Linked DNA regions of Zea mays: regions 1 and 2 are each linked to region 3. The links are chromatin contacts, called in public Hi-C maps. All regions are on one chromosome and are shown on one strand. Each heading gives the region's core, a stretch centred on a gene start, on an enhancer-like site or on the middle of the called end of the contact. The rest is flanking DNA. Distances are from core to core; before and after follow the strand shown.

Evidence for each region. A called contact is a pair of places that touch in the nucleus more often than the background predicts.
Region 1: a Hi-C map of leaf shows a contact between it and region 3, with 2.4 times the contacts expected there. The contact joins the promoter of LOC100282187 here to the promoter of LOC100191905 in region 3. A contact is called at or near these places in 3 of 25 Hi-C or Micro-C datasets (ear, leaf and tassel).
Region 2: a Hi-C map of ear shows a contact between it and region 3, with 5 times the contacts expected there. The contact joins the promoter of LOC100285173 here to the promoter of LOC100191905 in region 3. A contact is called at or near these places in 6 of 25 Hi-C or Micro-C datasets (ear, endosperm, leaf and 2 more).

What each region holds. Positions count from the first base shown.
Region 1 is chr1:4,489,265-4,493,542 of Zm-B73-REFERENCE-NAM-5.0, reverse strand. It overlaps LOC100282187, which reads left to right and starts at 2,243. Exons shown (of 2, transcript NM_001368941.1): 1 at 2,243-2,668; 2 at 3,088-3,607. The coding sequence starts at 2,477. The coding sequence ends at 3,480.
Region 2 is chr1:4,853,775-4,857,927 of Zm-B73-REFERENCE-NAM-5.0, reverse strand. LOC100285173 (50S ribosomal protein L11, chloroplastic-like) reads left to right here and starts at 1,263. Exons shown (of 4, transcript NM_001158067.1): 1 at 1,263-1,597; 2 at 1,691-1,863; 3 at 1,965-2,028; 4 at 3,371-3,720. The coding sequence starts at 1,390. The coding sequence ends at 3,579. LOC103631105 (a long non-coding RNA gene) reads right to left here. Exons shown (of 6, transcript XR_004852553.1): 6 at 3,827-4,153.
Region 3 is chr1:4,673,035-4,676,985 of Zm-B73-REFERENCE-NAM-5.0, reverse strand. LOC100191905 (Peroxidase 64) reads left to right here and starts at 1,439. Exons shown (of 2, transcript NM_001137329.1): 1 at 1,439-2,212; 2 at 3,924-3,951. The coding sequence starts at 1,970. It also overlaps a transcript of LOC100381417 not described here.

The DNA.
Region 1 (4,278 bases), core at 994-3,493, 180 kb after region 3:
TATCCTAGGAGCTAAAACAAAAGTGTAATCACTTTACAAAACTAAATATCCAACCATGAAGAGCTATGGATGACTAAAATAGTAAAAAAATTTCTTTAAGACACCTAGTCAGTTTGTTTTAACTTCTAGATCCAAATAGGACCTTAACCCCTCCCAATCTCCTCAGTCTCCATGGAACCGAACACCAACTTATAGAGGACCTATTGATGAGAAAATCAAGGCCAATACCAACGTGGATTCAAAAGGGAACCCTAGGCACTCATTTAGACCATCTCCAAGGGTTCCCCACCCCATGTAGGGCTTGTTCGGTTATTTTCAATCCATATGGATTGGAGGGGATTGATACGGATTGAAGGGGATTTTGACTTACTAGGGATTGAATCCCTCTCAACCCATATGGATTGGGGTAGAACCGAACATGCCCGTAAGGGGAGATTTGGGGTGGAATTGTCCTCTATCAGCCCCCCCAAAGCTCCCTCCATATGTGGGAGAAAGGAAACTCCACCTATACGTGAGGACGTGAGGTGAGCTCTAATCTCTCCTCATATATTCCTTACGTCATTTCTTTACCATATTAATCTTTTTCAAGCTATTTAACTTGATAATAATGCATATTATAGTAGTAAATAGTTTATGTTTTTTGAAAATCCAAAGACTGATGAAAATATGTTAAATAACTTAATTACAGTATATCGGGGAGCTGGATATGGAGAATGATCGGAGGGGTCTTGTATATGCATGGGGGTATTTTTTAGGGTGATGTAGTAAATTATAATCGAAAGTATAGATATGGGAGAAATGTGGGGGAAATGGATGAAGATGACCTTTGTTTCTAACCATTGTTGTTGTTCTCTACCGCCATAACGTTGACGAAGCTAGAGGGTGGTCTGTGTGGACCACGAACCATCCTAGCCAAAAACCCATTAAACTATATGTATTAGTATAAAAATAGTAGGTATAAAAATATTACTCTAAGTAGCGGTTGTATTTAATTTATTTGACACATCCACGGTGACGACACAACACATCACGACAACATGTAAAGTTGGGCTCTTAGACCTACAGCCGCCCCCGATGGCTATCTGGTTCTAAAACAAGCATGCACGATATTGCTCCAAGGAGATCTAGCACAACAACACTCCACGTGTTCTAGGCTCAGTATGACACGCTCGCCGCCAGCATCAAACAGCTTAACTATCTCCAGCAGACTCCATATCTCACTCTATATTACAAACTGCATTATGCAAACAATGTAATATACAGAGCAAAACAATAGAGTCCAGGTACCATAAATCTAATTGACAACACCAGATCCATCAATTCTCATACAATTATATGTGTGGTATTTGCTATTTTTTAATACCTTTTATTTTTAAGATGTCATGACTTTTATATTAAGTTGCATGCACCAACCAGTTCAACCTAAATCTTAAGTTGATGGGAGGAGGTGGACAATTCACTTATATTATATTCTAACACTCCCGCTCATGTCGAGCCTCTTTTAGGTCTCTGACGTGGAATATAGGAGCGAACACCAATTATTTTATTTAATTGTGCTAACCAGAATTCGACTTGTGTCCCTCTGATACCATATTAAGTTGAATGCACCAACCAGCTTAACCCAAAATCTTAACCTTATAGTAAGAGGTGAACAATTTACTTATGTTATATTCTAACATTTTATACTTTTTATTTCTAAAATGTTAGATGGTTGTACGACCTTTTTATTTGGCCATATTATATTCGATAAATTTTTTATTGCATGTCTTTGCCAGCAGCAAAACAACAAACACACGTCTCGCGTAATCTTTCTCTTAGCCTACAGGGACAGACTCAGTGGATAGCCCATATAGACCACGACACACTCTAAGATTAGAGAAGAGTAGTTAGTTTAGTGGTGTAAGTACTGTCTCCTTAACTTATCAACCACAGTTTGAATACCCTTGTTTTTCATTTATTTTTTAGATACTTTTCTGGACATCCTAAACATAATAGCTGGCGGTAGTCTAGCTTTCGGCGTTTCAAAATCCCTATGAACATCAACAGACGATGATGATTAGCAACTACTAGTGCTCGGTAGCACTAGTAGTCCACGGCAGACGTGGCAGAACATGTGTACCGGCCGGCGGACCGGCAAGCTAGGTGAGCAGACCAGGGCCCCCTCTTTTCCCTCCCAGAATTCAAGCACCAATACGAGGGCGGAAAAAGAATAAAAAGAGTAGGGCGCGGCAGCAGCGGCGGCGAGAGAATAAAAGCAGCGGCAGTGGGCAGAGGCGAGAGGGCACTCGACTCCTCCAGCGTCCAACGCCATCCATCCCGACCTCGCAACGCAAGCAAAGAAAGCCCAGGCAGGCGTGTGCACGGCGCGGCGGGGCAACCAAGGGTGGGTGAACCCGCAGAGAGGGGCAGCTAGCTTCCTTCCTTCCCAGGCGCGCGGGAGAGATTAGCCGCAGTATAAGTAGCCAGCCAGCCAGCCATGTCGTCGGTGTCGTCGTCGCTGACCAACTTCCTGCTCTGCTGCTTCTACCCGTCATCCGCCGGCCACCACCGCGGCGGCGCCTACTACTACAGCAGCCACCCGACGAGCGCCAGCACCCTGCACTACCACGAGGGCACCTTCGCCGGGCGCAGGGCCATGGGCCGGAGCAGCAGGCCGCTGTCGCTGCAGGTGCGCGTCGTCCGTTGCCTCTGCCTCTGCTTCTTTCTGTCGTCTGTCTGCTTTGCGGTGCCCTGTTCTTTCGTCGGGCGGCAGGGTAGGTAGTAGACACGCATGCGAGCACGGCGACTTGGCTACGCGAGTGCGACGTGACATGCACATATTTCTTCTGTGTCCGCCACCATTTTTATTCTTCTTGTTCGAATTCTTGGCGCATACGGTGACCGTTGGCGGATGCGGGCGCTGGCGCTCCTGTTGAGAACAGCGACGACCTCTGCATGCAGAGCATGCTTCCTGAAAAGAAAGCGAGAAAGGGATAGAAAAGAAAAAAAATAAATAAAGAGGGACAGAGAACGAAGAGCCTTTTTCTCATACATGTATGACTGATGACTCCTCTCCTCTGCACCCTACCCATGCTCTTTGGTCGTCAGACGGTGGAGCTGAAGGTGCGCATGTGCTGCTCGGGCTGCGAGCGCGTGGTGAAGCACGCGGTGACGAGGCTGCGCGGGGTGGACTCCGTGGAGGTGGACGTGGAGATGGAGAAGGTGACGGTGACGGGGTACGTGGACCGCCACCGGGTGCTCAAGGAGGTCCGGCGCGCGGGGAAGAAGGCGGAGTTCTGGCCCAACCCGGACCTGCCGATGCACTTCACCTGCGCCAAGGACTACTTCCACGACGAGGAGTCGTACCGCCGCACCTACAACTACTACCGCCACGGCTACAACGGCGACAAGCACGGACAGCTCCACGAGCCCCACCGCGGCGCCGACCCCGTCAGCAACATGTTCAACGACGACGACGTCAACGCCTGCTCCGTCATGTGATCTCAGTCGCGCTCTCGTCGTCGACAGGCGGTGTGTGTGTGTGTGTATGTGCTCGTCAGCTCGTGCGCGTGTAACAGAACCGTACCAAATGGATGGATGAGTAGTAGCAATGCAATCGACAACGGGCAATGGCCACTCTCTATCCACTCCACGGTCCGAGCGCCATGCGTGCCCATGGTGTTCCTGTTCCCCCGACTGTCCACTGTTCAGACAGGGACAAAGCAAATGGGACACCAGAGCATCTTCCTGCGACAGCGAAAGGCGCGCGGCTTTTTACTAGTCGATCTGCTCCATTTTCGTGCGCGCCCGCGCGGGAGAGCTGAGCATAGAGAACCCTGAGGCGTAGGCGTAGCAGTAGCCAGTAGCCGCTAGTACTAGGTAGGTTTGGTCGTCGGCGATCGTGGTCGTGGTTGCCACTGCTAGTGCTACGCCGGTTAAATATTGCAAGCTTTCAGCAGCAGCCATCGAGTGCCTGCCTGCACGAGGGCTCTGCCTGTTGGGTGGGGTGGGCATCGCCGGAAAAAAGCCTTGGGACTGGGAAAGCTAGCCACTAGTGTTCGCGATAATCAGTGCAGCCGCCAGCAACAGTAGACCTGCGAAAAGCCGGACAGTGTGTATGTCCGCCGCCAAGTGTTGTCCGTCCGCGTAGCATTTTTTGCGGGCTTTGCTCCATAAATTCGCCACTAGCACTAATTTGCAACCTTAAGCTATCTCCAACAAAACCCGCTAAATTAATATGTACGTTAAATTTAGAGGACATCATACAAAGAACGCTATAGAATGCGCTAAAATTTAGAG
Region 2 (4,153 bases), core at 14-2,513, 180 kb before region 3:
AATACTGAGAAGGATTACTTTAGTTAGAATTTAACTATGTCGGGGCAATTTACTATTCAATCGATGTATGGGACTATGATTAACAATGTTTATGTCTTCCATCACAAAGTTCTGTGGAAATTAAAATTGTCGTTGAAGATAAAAAAATTTGTATGGTACCTACTTCGTAGAGTGATACTTACTAAAGACAACTTTGCTAAACAGAATTGACATGATAATAAAAAAATTTTGTGTTTCGTGATAGTGATGAAACGATTCAACACTTATTCTTCCAATGTCATTTTGCCAACAATATGTGGCGACTCATTTTCTGGTGTTTTGGGTTGAGACCACCTCGGTCAATCTGCCATGTTTTCGGGAATTGGCTTCTGGGTGTGAACTCTAGAACTAGAAAACTGATAATTACATGTATGTCAGTTCTGTGCTAGGCTATCTAGATTAGTATGAATGATTTAGTTTTTGGTAATGTTCCTTTGCTAACTTTCTTACATGTGCTCTTTAAGGGAACATGTTGGCTTAGGCTCTCGATCATGTTCAAGAAAAGCCAATCGGAAAGAGAAAAAATAATGGAAAGAGAAAGATAATGGCAGCCTTTCATCGATTAGAAATGGTGGGAATGGGGATTTACGCCCGTAGTGGATGTAGGTTTATAAATAGGATTGTGCTGTAACCAAACTATCTATCCTTTTGTTTCGCCGTTGTTAGTATGGGAGGTTTGTTCCTCTTCTTGTGGCAGATAGTTGCTGGTCTTGTAATAATTTAGCCCTATCCTCCTAACGAGGTCAAAGACGGATATAATTATCCATTATCTAAAAAATCAAAACTGAACTGGAAATGACTCGAGAGAAGCAGATGCAGGAGCCGTCTTGCTGTCCAATTTTTTTCCTCGAACAAACGCTCGTGCTTGTGCATGTGCACCATCAATCTTCTCACCAAGAGAAAAATATCTGGAAAGATTCCTTAAGTAAGGTGGTCATTTCACTGTCCTAAATCAGAAATGTGAGCTTGATAAAGTCCCTTTGAAATGCAGGAATTTCAGAGAAATTTTATAAAATCAGTTGTTTTCGCATAAAAACGTAGGAATACGATTTCAGGGAATTTTTTCCCGTTTACTATGTTTTTTCTTGTAAATAAATTAATTTCTATAAGATTCATGTATGCTTCCTCAGTTCCTCTGAAATTCCCGAGGGCCTGAATCTTATTGTAATGAAGTACGTGTCAGGCGTCCTTAGAAATGAAGTACGTTTTCCTTATGAGAAAGCGTATCAACGAGGGGAGTGCCTTGCCCCTCGTCAGCGGATTAGATAGGGGGCAGGCAGCAGAGGTTCCCGGCTCCTTCGCGGCGCTGCTTATCTCCCGCTCCCGGCTCCCCTCCTCCCCCGCGCCGCGATGAACACAGCCATGGCCACCACCTCCTTATCCCTCCAAGGCCGCCCATCCCACGCTCCCACTAGGAAGCTCTCCTCCCCGTTCCTCGGAGCCCCCGCGTCCTTTCTCCGGCCGCTGGCTCCCACGCCCGCCGCCGGCCCCTCCTCGCGGCGGACGCTTGCCGTCAGGGCCATGGCGCCTCCCAAGCCGGGAGGCAAGCCCAAGAAAGGTTTGTGCCTCTCTAGGCCCGTGGCGTCCGCATTCCTTTCCTGGCTCATCAGGGATGACGTTTCTTGCGCCTAACCTCTTCCTTGTCCTGCAGTGGTGGGCCTTATAAAGCTGGCGCTCGAGGCCGGCAAGGCGACGCCGGCGCCGCCCGTCGGCCCGGCGCTCGGTGCCAAGGGAGTCAACATCATGGCGTTCTGCAAGGAGTACAATGCCAAGACGGCCGACAAGCCCGGCTACATCATCCCCGTCGAGATCACCGTGTTTGATGTGAGTGAGACTAATGCTGTCCGTCCTACTTTGGGCAGAAGCGAGAATCGATTGCTGTTATGGTTGTCATAATGCTGGTTACTTTGCTTCGCATTTTGCAGGATAAGAGCTTTACCTTCGTCTTGAAGACCCCTCCGGCTTCAGTCCTGCTACTCAAGGCTGCAGGTGCACACCCTGTACATTAGCTTGGATCTATTCTTCAGAGTTTTCTGACGCATTCATCAAATTACCCAATGCATCTATAAAAGAAACACAACATGAAGGAAATGAATACCCTCCAGCAATCCAATATTGTTTTTGGCATATGTTGGTTCTTCACATTGGATTAGCCATCCAATGTCTAACTCTGCTAGATATTATTAAGTTCAGACAATCCATATTGTTTTTGGCATATGTTGGTATAACAGAAACGAATGCGATTGCAGCTCAATCTAGTTTAGAGCAGTCGACAGTTGCGCAATGACTCAGTATGGGTGTAACAGTAACTTGGTATTTCTATTTCAGCTCTAGCATCCCATTTCCTTTTCTCATAAACTTCTGCAACAATTCAAATATTTTGGATATACAGCGTACATAAATAAGTTTCTTTTAGAGAAGAGGAAATTTATTCGAGTCTAAGTTATATTTGTTATAGTTAGAGGTTTCTAATCCTGGTTAATACAATTAAATAAAATAATTGTTGTTTATTTCTATTCTAAGTCTCAACTGGTTGGTATATGCAAGTATTTGTTTGAGTGTTAAGGTAAGTCACGAAAGGGCCTCTAGCTGACTTGGTTATGTGGTTTGAGTAGCACTTTTCGAGTCCTGGTTTAAGTAGCACTTCTCAAGTCCTGAACTTGACTTACGTGTGAGCGAATTTCATGAGCGAGTTTCAAACTAGGGTTAAAAAATCCCCTTGTCTTTTCCTAGCCAAAGCATAGATCTAAGATATGGCCCTGGTCTCGGTTGTTTTTTGTCTTAACCCTGCAGGTCGAGTATTAAGGTAAGTCCATGAACTATATATCGGCTGCAAAGAATTGAATGAATGTGCCACAGCATCAGCACCTGCAATTAAATACATATGCTGGTGTCTGACAGCCAGCTTTCTATGTTTCGAGCATATGTTCTCTTTTCCATTTAACCAGCAAATGGTACCTTATCTTATTTTATGATTATGAATCCTCATCCTTAGAGCATCTCCAAGAGTCTTTCTAAATTTCTCTCTAAATTATCATTTGAAGAATCATTTACATAAAAACTGCTTTCTATATCTTTTCAATCTCCGACCGCTTTCCTATATCTAGTTTGCACTCTATATTTGGCTAGCGAGAAACCTGAAATAGAATATATCTATATTTGGATAGTCATTTAGATAAACTGCTGGAGGGTTTTTTTTTAAAAAAAAACTTTATTTATATAGATTAAAAAGAATATAGAGAGTCTCTTAGAATTGCTCTTGGCTACAGAAAATGGCTCGAGAGAGCCACAATGGTTCCTTACCTTATTTTCTGAATCCTGGTTCTTGTAGGTGTCGAAAAAGGTTCAAAAGAGCCACAACGGCAGAAGGTGGGAAAGGTAACAGTGGATCAAGTGCGTGCAATAGCTCAAGAGAAGTTGCCGGACTTGAACTGCAAGAGCATCGACTCTGCTATGAGGATCATCGCTGGCACCGCCGCTAACATGGGCATCGATGTTGATCCTCCAATCCTTGTTAAGAAGGAAAAGGTCCTCTTGTAGTTTGTTTTTGCTGGCACCACCAGTGCCCATTTTGAGATTATATGTGAAAGGACCAAGATGATCAAAAGAGTGAATTGAGTTTCTCTAAAATATCTTGTATAAATTAATGCCTATTAATGAGTCCATTTCACCCTTTGTATCTAAGAATTTTTTTTGCATACAGGTTTCAATCGTATACTGTCATGTTAATTCTAGCAGTAAATAATTGAATGTAATTGATTAAAAGTAAATGATCAAAGTACAAGGATTAAAAATGTCTCAATATTTTCTCGAGGTACTAAAGAGTCGACATTGTGCACTAGTTTTCATTGGAGTACATGCACAAAAATGCCGCTCCCTCCCTGATCTGCACAAAGATTAAGTGCTATCTACAGCTAATGATACTTATATGGTATCATAAATATTGGTACCTTCCTATATAAAGTTAGTCAGACTTAAAGATGCCTTGACTCGGTACTATGCTAGGATTATATCGGGTTCTAGACCTAGGAAGTATCTAGGAAACAAAAATCATAAGATACAAATGAAAACCAAATACTTGACTTCCTTAACACTAAAACCTTTAGTCTCTGTC
Region 3 (3,951 bases), core at 190-2,689:
CTAAGTGTCAGTCTGTAACAATAATAAAAAAAGGTGCTGTAACAACAAACAACAGTGAAAAAAGAAGGTTCCACTCCAGTCTCCAGCTCCCAGCTCCGCTTCCACACCGGCAGTGGCTGGTTCAGATCTCAGAGATCTTCAGCATTCCATGCATTCGGTTCAGAGAGACAGAGTCTAGCTATCTTTCTTTCTTCAGTACGTGACCCGGCTTTACCAGCCAACAAACTGCGTGGACCAGACGGCGGGCTCTGCACTGGTGGATGCATCCATCCATGCTTCCTTTTGGGTAAAGCTTGAAGAATGGCGCCTGGCGCGGCTGTAGAAAAGCTCTCTGCCTCCTTTTTTTTTTTAACGTGGAAGGCACTCGGATGTGAGGCTTCTTTTTTTTTTTTTAACCCCACTTCTGATGCCAGAATCTATTGTGGCCTCGTCAGCTGCCTGCTCCTAACTAACTAACCACACGTGTACGCACGAGCACTCGTAAACTTGTCTTTGTTACGGACTACTACTAGCTAGCACTCATACCAAGCATATATATGGCGCAGAGGGGAAAAAAAAAGAATGGCATAATCATGCGTCTGAAGAAAGGCTTTCTCAATGATCCATATGCAGTACGTGTAAGTATTATAATGTAATGTAACGTAGGCGCGCGGCTAGGAGTCTAATCCGTCCACGAAGCAAACAAATGCATGTTCGGGTGCCCGCGGATTTGGGGGTAGCTGGCGTGATCTATCGCGCGTTTCCCGGCCGCCTGCTGACGCTCGTCGTGGACGACGAAAACTCTCAAGAACATGATGATGATGCCTCATAAGCACTGCACTGACATTGATTACCTTACTTTGTCAAGCAACCGGGGCCGACATCTGTACGTATTTTATTATAAAGTTATGAGCGTTAATCATACGAAATAAATAAAACAGATAGAGGCGGACAAAGTTAATCATAAATGTACGTTAGGATTCATGATAATGAATCCTAAATTTATGACCCACTGTTGTACGCATTCGTAGCTTGCATGCATGGGAATTGGGAAGAAAGTTCCATGCCGGATAGTAACTCTGAAAACAGAAGGATAGCTCGCCAATGCAAGTCGCCAGGCGACAAGATGGACGCTTTTCCATCATGCGTCAGTGCAGCAGATCAAAACCCAAAAAGGCATGAACGACCATTTGTACAGATCCCATGCGTGCATCGTTTTAATTCTTCCTTGTTGAGCGTCTGCTTTTCTTTTCTTTCATCCCTCTCGCAAATCTCAATCAATCATACACCACAAGGGCCCGCACCCGTCTCTCCCTCTCTCTCCTCGGCTCCACACTACTAAGCAGTATCGATGGCCCCCTCCCACATGGGATGTGCATGCACCCCCACTATGCCAGTTGCCCTATATATAAAACCGCCTGGACCGACCGGAGTCCCACTAGCTCCACTCCACCACACACACCGCGCAGCTAGCTGTCACCGGAGCAAGAAGGAAGAAAAACCAGCGGCACCGATCGATCGACGACACGCGCGCGATCGAGGTGAGGAGCGAAAGAAAAGGTGGCCTTTTCGAAGCCGCCGGACGGAGTGTAGCGCTAGCTAGCTCCCCAGGCCGGAGAGGAGGATGGTGGGACGAGGAGCGGCGACGGCCCTCGTGTGGGCGGCGGTGGTGGCGGTCGCGACGGTGGTGTCGCGGGCGCAGCAGCTGCAGGTGGGGTTCTACGACACGCTGTGCCCGGCGGCGGAGATCATCGTGCAGGAGGAGGTGAGCAAGGCGGCGTCCGGCAACCCCGGCGTCGCCGCGGGCCTCCTGCGCCTCCACTTCCACGACTGCTTCGTCAGGGTCAGTGCGCCAAGCGGCTAATTATTAAGCAAGCTAGCTAGCCGCCCTCCTCGAGTGATCCAATGCAAAGTGGTTGGTGGTGGCGGTGGTGGTGTCACGTACTGTGGGGACGGGCCGGCCGGGTGCCTCGATTGCGCGCGTAGCTGCATGTGGATCCTCCTTCCTCTCTGTTCATTATTACGCGTATTATTGGTATTGCAGGGGTGCGACGCGTCGGTGCTGCTGGACTCGTCGGCGGGCAACCAGGCGGAGAAGGACGCGGCGCCCAACGCCAGCCTGCGCGGGTTCGAGGTCATCGACAGCGCCAAGACGCGGCTGGAGCAGGCCTGCTTCGGCGTCGTCTCCTGCGCCGACGTCCTCGCCTTCGCCGCCCGCGACGCCCTCGCGCTGGTACGCACTGCTCGTCCCCTCACTAGCTAGCTGCTCTTCCACTAGCTAGCAGCTTCTCCGGTTCTCTTTGGTCAGCGCTAGGTAACAACGTAACAAAACTATTCCCATCCCAAGGTAGAGCGAAATCGGTCTAGGATCACGCGCAGTGAGTACGTACGTGAGTGAAGAGGCATGGCCCAGCCGCGCCTTTCTGGACGCTTCCTTTCTTTTTCATCAAATATAAAAGGATGTGGGGGATGGATGGTTGCCATGAAAGCAGCTTTGGAATGGAAGGCTGTCCAGCCTTTGGCAACTCCACCCAACAATGCCATGTCCTGCACTGCACTGCACGTACTGCCTCGGAAGCAAGCACGCACGGCCGGCACACGGTGGTATAGATGGCCAAAAAGCACGAGGCCCGTGAGCCCGGCACGAAGCCCGCTTTTTGGGCCCGGTCCGAGCCCGGCACGGTAAAATAAGTGGGCGGGCTTGGACAGGAAACTAGGCACGGCGGGCTAGCCCGGCACGGCCCGTTTACCTCTAAGCCCGTTAAGCCCGTTTTTTTACACTAAAACGTGCTTTTCGGCCTGTTTAGCCCGCTTTTTGGTCCGTTTTTTCGTGCTAAACGGGCCGGCCCGGCCCGTTTAGGCCCGCTACGGGCCGGGCTTGGACAGAAACTTAAGCCCGATGGCTCAGCAGGCCCGGCCCGGTTTTGGCCGGGCTTCACCGGGCCCGGGCCGGGCCGGGCCGGGCCGGCCCGTTTGGCCATCTCTACACGGTGGCAGAGAGGAGAGAAGGTGACTCGAGGCGAGCCGTCCTTTTGCTTTAGGTGCACCTCGGTTTTGCTTGGCTCGGTTCGTACGTTACCGCGCGCACGGGCCTAACCTAACGGCCGGTGGGTGTCCGTAGCAGCGGCGGCACATGCTCGTGTCGTCGTGTCGCCCTCCATGGCTCAGCATAGCTCCAGTTCCCTCGAAAACCTTCTTCTGGAGGTGAGGATGGCATTAGGAGCTGGGAGAGTGCACTGCACTGCTCAGCGGTAGGGATTCTCCACTTGCCTTGGGCTTCGATTCAGCTGATTCTATGGCAGGATCAAACCTGCTGGTCAACAGATTTGATACGGTTAAGCCAACAGATATAGCCTTCAGTGTTAAACTAAACATGCTGCTTGCTCGAAGTTGCTGCTACAGTTTTTTTCCTTTTTCTTTTTTGTTGGGAACCATCAGCTCAGCAGGCGAGAGGAGAGTGAGGTCGGTGTCACACCGTCGTCACTCGTGGCAGTTGCAGGTAGCCCAGAGAGCGTAGCGTAGGCAGCAGAACTTTCCATTTCCCAGCTGCCAAACAGAGCACGCCGCTATACCTGACACGGAACCGTCGCGTCGAGCCAGCCACCGTGACAATACGGCGGCGGTTTCACGTCCGTGTCTCGTGACCGGGAGGGAGAGGCAGGAGCGAAAGCTACGAGACTACTACCACTACCAGCGCGGCGGCCTCGGGAACGCGGCGTGGGCACGTCGGGCGCATGGTTCTAGTACGTGGATCCGACGCGCACCCCATGTGCTCTGCCCTGCCCGGGCCCGGCACGCCCACATGCCCTGCCGTCGCGGTCTCGCCCGCCCCACCGGACGTTCCGGGTCCGCACGCACGTGCCACCTCAGCTGGCGTTCGCGTCGCGTTGGCTGCCTTCTCTTGCTGACGCTTCTGTGTTGGTCTCTGGCTGCGTTTGTTGCAGGTCGGGGGCGACGCGTACCAGGTGCCGG